2 separate regions of the Triticum aestivum genome follow, and region 1 is linked to region 2. The links are chromatin contacts, called in public Hi-C maps. All regions are on one chromosome and are shown on one strand. The core of a region is the stretch at or near the end of the contact, and the rest is flanking DNA. Distances in the headings are between cores, read along the strand shown. Region 1 holds the start of LOC123060482 (aromatic aminotransferase ISS1). Region 2 holds the start of LOC123060480 (transcription factor GTE9).

The links. Hi-C and Micro-C count contacts between places; a contact is called where the count stands out from the background.
Region 1: a Hi-C map of leaf shows a contact between it and region 2, with 4 times the contacts expected there. The contact joins the promoter of LOC123060482 here to the promoter of LOC123060480 in region 2. A contact is called at or near these places in 3 of 5 Hi-C or Micro-C datasets (all in leaf).

The regions. Positions count from the first base shown.
Region 1 is chr3A:97,458,085-97,460,784 of IWGSC CS RefSeq v2.1, forward strand. It overlaps LOC123060482 (aromatic aminotransferase ISS1), which reads left to right and starts at 1,409. Exons shown (of 10, transcript XM_044483230.1): 1 at 1,409-1,564; 2 at 2,462-2,553; 3 at 2,667-2,700. The coding sequence starts at 2,491.
Region 2 is chr3A:96,665,819-96,668,518 of IWGSC CS RefSeq v2.1, forward strand. It overlaps LOC123060480 (transcription factor GTE9), which reads right to left and starts at 1,419. Exons shown (of 11, transcript XR_006427985.1): 1 at 927-1,419; 2 at 1-617.

The DNA of each region.
Region 1 (2,700 bases), core at 159-2,658, 790 kb after region 2:
CTCCTCATGACCTCGTTTGACGCGTTCAGATCCACCGAGAGCCGGAAAGTCTCCGCTTGAAGCTGCTGAGCACGAGCGTCCAAAGCCACCCGCTTCGCGGCCATCCTGACCTCTTCTGCTGCTAAATTTTCCTTGGCCTGTGCCATCTCTTCGCGTACCCGTGCCACCTCCGCGTCATGCTGAACTTTATCCGCCGGCTCTATCACAACAGTCAACAGAGCCGTCAGCTTATCCATGAGGTCCATTAGCATCTGAGCCGGGGGGCGCGCGGGGTCTCCTGACCCGGCCGCTGCCGATCCGGTGGTTGTTGCTGCTGCAGCCGTGGAGTTCTGCCCGGGCTGAGTGCCTGCCATGAAGACTTCGGCTCGATTCGGCGGCTCAAAGGGGTCCGGAATACTGCTGCCATCGGAACAGCCCCCAAGCATGCCATCCTGCAACTGATACAAAGAATCCGTCTCGCCTGTTGATGACGTAGCGTCGGAACAGATGGCCGTCTCACCGCCATCCACTGATCCTTCCGAGTATTCACCTCCATGTATGCAACCCACAAAGGCACGCTTTACAGCGGGTCGGGCCCGGGCGGGCCTCGCGCGCTGAGCCGTCTCGATGATGTTGGTGCAGACGTCCGGCTCAGGGCCCGATTCGCCGATCCGGCCAATGAAGACATGAATCCCGCCGAAGGGGACCCGGTACCCGTACTCAATTGAGCCGGTCTCGGGGCCCCAGCTTTCGTCGTCGATGTAGAGCTTGCCGCGACGACTCTTGGTCATCCGGCCCACAACGTATCCCTTGAGCCCTTCGAAGTTGCCCTTCAAGAATTCAAATCCACCGTGCGCTGGCCCCGCGGTGGGCGCCAACTGTCGTGGAATTGTCACGGCAGATATCCTAGCAAAAGGACTTAGTCGTACCTGATAGCTATATCCCCAAGAGAAAGGGAGAGGGATGATTTGACTTGTGAAGGCAAGAAAACAAAATCGAAAGGAGAAAATAACCGGTGCTTGTGGGCCAGATACAATAAGGCCGAGACATGTGCCTGGCCTATAGATACGTGTCGTGCGGTTTATATGAAATCCGGTCGTTTTGAATGAATTTCGTTCGGTTCGTTCGAATTGTTGGCCGGATGTATGCGGACAGTGTTGTATGGCGGCTCTCCGCATCTGTGTCTGCGACTGGTCCCCTCTCTTTTCACGGACGTATGCGGGAGAAAATTTACGGGTTGTTGTTGAGATAATAAAGGCCCATAGAATACGTGTCGTGCCTGAGAATCGGCTGATTTCTTTCCCGTTGAGGCCGTTTTACGAAAAGAAAGAAGAAAGTAAGAGCACCGGATGCACGATTCCATGTCGTCTCTCCAACCTCCAGTTCCATGCCGTCACGTCACCGCTCACGCCTGGAACCGATCCGAGCCAACTCAGTTCATGCACGCAGGCACGCCCGCCGCGACAGGGACCCGACGACGCACACGCACCCACCCACCTCCGCCCATCGCGTACTACAAATTACAGTAGCCGGAGACCCGACGGACGGCGTACAGTCGTCGTCACCCGCCGCGCCCAGCCTCCCGGTAAGAAGCCAAGCCAATCCCATCCAAGCCTTCCCTCCTCGTTCTCCTCGTGCGGGTGGATAGAGTAGAGTAGATAGGCAGAGTAGATCGACCGCGCGTCGCCGTGGACTCGCGGGGTTGGTGGTTTGGTGGTGCCATCCTCACCCGTGTGACCGGGTCCGCTGTGTGCGCAGCACAGCACGGTGGCTGGCTGCCTGACCGGGTCTGCCTCCATCTCCGGGCCTTTTTGTTCGCACCTGGATTATACTACTGCCATCCCCCGATTTCCCTGGGAAACGCAAAGTGTGCCTTCGTCGCCAGAGATCTAGCGCCGGTGGCATGGCACCTTCCCGTGTTCTTTCTTTATTTATAGCCTCAGCTCCCCACTAGGAGTTTTGTTTCCATCAACAAAACCTAACCATTAATTTGACCAGAATTATCCGCGTGAAATGCCGCCCCCCTAAATCTCGCAGCAGCAGAAATTGGGCTCGCATTTTATTTTCACACCAAATGGCTGCCAAAAACACTAGTAGTCCGTATTTTTTAGTCCCAAGAAGGAGAGAGAGAGAGAGAGATCAAGGCTTATCCTCCTCCTCCAGCGACCCGGCTGGGCCAAGAAAGTCCAGGGGAAGAGACAGAAAAGAAGAACAGAAAACAGTGGGAAAAAGAGGCCGGGCTCCTCGAATCTCTCACTAATTTTCTCCTTGTCTGCGTGCCTACGCCTTGCCTCCTTCGGGGTTGGTGAGCGAGCGAGCTCGGGATCAGTTGGGGACTACACACCCAGAGGTTGTTGTCCGAGAATTATTTAGGCCCGCCCCCTTCTTCCTTCCACGCCTTCTTAGCCTCGCCTCGCCTCGCCTCCCTTCTCTGGTCAGTCTTCTCGGATCTCCGGCTCAAATTCGTCTCCCCAATCCCCAGTTCCAGGTTCTTGGAGGAGGGGGGAGGCCATGGGCAGCTTCGCCAAGCTGGCCAAGAGGTGCGTGGAGACGGAGGCGCCGGTCATGGTGAAGGTGAGATAGACCTCCCCACCCCACCCCACCTCGTCAACAATCTCCTGCCTTTATTATCCCCAATTTCTTTGTCTTACTTGGTGGCCTCTTCCTGGTTCCCTTTTTTCTTTCAGATACAAGAGCTGCTTCGAGGGGTCACTGATGTGA
Region 2 (2,700 bases), core at 169-2,668:
TTGATAATGTCATTATAATCTGGAAGGTTCAGCTTTTCCACGTCTACTGGATCATTAAAAATATGACTACATTTCTGAGTCATCAGCTTCTTCAGAATAGCTTCGCACTGCTTGAGAATTGTAGCTTCAGGCAACACTGTAGACGTTTCAGGCCGGGGTTTTGTCGGCAAGAAGCGTCCCTTGGCACCACGGACAACATGGCTCCCCCTTTGCACCTTTTTAGCTCGAGGGGCAGCTGACGATGACAGCGCAGGTGCTTTGCTGACAGGCATGACGGACAAAAACTCTGGCTTCTTGAGGAGTTCTCGAACCGAATCAAGCTCTGCCCGGAATCTCTTCCGAAGGTAGCGCCGCTCAGACGACGACATCTTAGACGGGACAAAGATCTCTCGCTTCACATCAAAGCCATCACTATTAAGGCTGATGCACTTGCGTTTTGACGCCGAGAAACCTTCCGGGCCAGCACGAACAGGGCTGCCTGACTCGCCCACAGTCTCTGCATACCCCGTGCCCCGGTAAGCTATTTCATCGTAGCTCCGTTTAGCCTGCATCTGCGGCCCGCACTCCATGCGGACCGTTGGTGTCATGTTACCAGGCGCCAGCGAGGCGCAGACCTGCTGAATAATGACAAACAGCTTCAGCCACACACACAGGCACCAAATTGAAACCTCACGCGGATTGAAATGAGAACACACAAACCGAAATTTACAGGTATTCAAATGTCGTGCAGCAAAACCCTAACATTACACTTGGCCCTAGGACCAATCCGTACCAAGCGAGCCTATGTCATCATGGCTTGAAAGCGGGATATGACAGCATCATTTGTTAATTTCCCACTGGTGAAATCAATCAGATCTAAATCCAAACAGAAGCTACAAATGTAGATGCCAACGAGTGGATTTCAGATTGGAAGGGGGTTAATTCACCTTAGGCTTGGAGATTGAGGTCGTTGGCATCTGGAACGAGACCGAGACGCGCCCCGTGATCCCCTGCGCGGCGTCGAAGACCTCGGCGGCTGTGGCTTGGGGACAGATCCGCCGCTGCGGCTTGACGGTGAGCCTGCAAGCGCCTCCCCCCTCCGCCTACTGTGGGCAGGACGGCCGCCGGGGCGCCGGGCGGGCGGGCCGCGGGAGCCTCCTGGGAGCGGGAGGGCGAGCGGCCGCGGCGTGGATTCTCCGGGCTCCGGCCGTGGCGTCGGGCGAGACGGGAGGACGGGAGGTGCAGGGTGCGATGCGGTGCGCGTCTGTGCCTGCTTATCCTTTTCCTCGACGAAGCGACCGAGCCCGAACTCCTCTTCCTCGCCGAAGCGACCGAGCCCGAACCCAAAGTAGAGTCGGTTCCTGCGCACGAGCCGGTCCAGTCGAGACCCGAAGTGGAGCGGAGCGGAGCGAAACGGTACGATTCGATGCGACTTGACGCGCGCGGGGCTGGTGCCCCTCTAGGTGGGTATTTATAGGGGTGGGGGGATACGAGGGGCGGTGGGTGCCCGATCGTGGCCGTCGGTTGGCGGGGATCGGACGGGCAGCGGGAAAGATGTACGCGCGGGGCCCACCGGGACCGACGTGACGTGGAGCGGGGCGCGCTTTGACTTTCTTCCAGAAGGTTTCTGGTTTGGGCAAGGATCGCGGGCTGTATGACGATGTATCGTGGGGCGACAAGGTTTCTGGGACCACTTGTCATTGTGGTTGAGTAGGTTTGGTGTAGTACCGTACTGTTTAGGGAGCGGCCGTCTTTTGTCCAGCACGCGGGATCTGGGTGGGTCGGGTGACGGCCGGAGAGCGGTGTGACCTGGAGGCGAAGGCTGGTGACACGTGGAAGCAGTGGGTCTTGGGACTCCTGGTCTGCCTGCTGGGTGTTTTTCGGTTGTGAAAAGGAGATTTCCCCTAAAAATTGGAGCGAGGGAACCACGTGCGGGATAGGGAAGATCCTGCTTTTAAACTGCTCACAATGGGAAGTAACATAGAGTAGTAACTTGCCGATGTTATTAGTCTATATTACTATCTCCAAGTGCGAGTTTTGGCTCGATGAGGTTCTCTACCTTGGGCATATCATTTCTGCCAAGGGCATATCGGTGAATCCTGAGAAGGTGTCTGTAATTGTGAATTGGGAATCATCTCAGAACGTGAAGCAACTCCGCAGCTTTTTTGGGCTCGCAAGCTATTGTCGAAGGTTCGTTGAGAACTTTTCAAAGATCGCGAAGCCTCTTTCCAACCTTCTTCAGAAGCACGTGAAGTACGTCTGGTCTCCTGAATATGACATCGCTTTCAACACCCTGAAAGAGAAGTTAGTCACTGCTCCAGTTCTGACTCCTCCTGATGAATTCAAATCGTTCGAGGTCTTTTGTGATGCCTCTCTTCAAGGTCTTGGTGCAGTGTTGATGCAAGAGAAGAAAGTTGTGGCTTATACCTCTCGCCAGTTGAAGCCTAATGAAAAGAACTACCCCATTCATGATCTCGAATTGGCGGCAGTTGTTCATGCTCTTTTAACTTGGAGACATCTCTTATTGGAAAGAAAAGTGGACATCTTCACTGACCACAAGAGTCTCAAGTACATCTTCACTCAGCCTAATCTCAACCTCAGGCAGACTCGTTGGGTCGAAATGATTTAAGAGTATAATCTGAGTATCGAATATATTCCAGGCAAGGCCAATGTAATTGCTGACGCTTTGAGCAGGAAGGCTTACTGCAACAGTTTGATTCT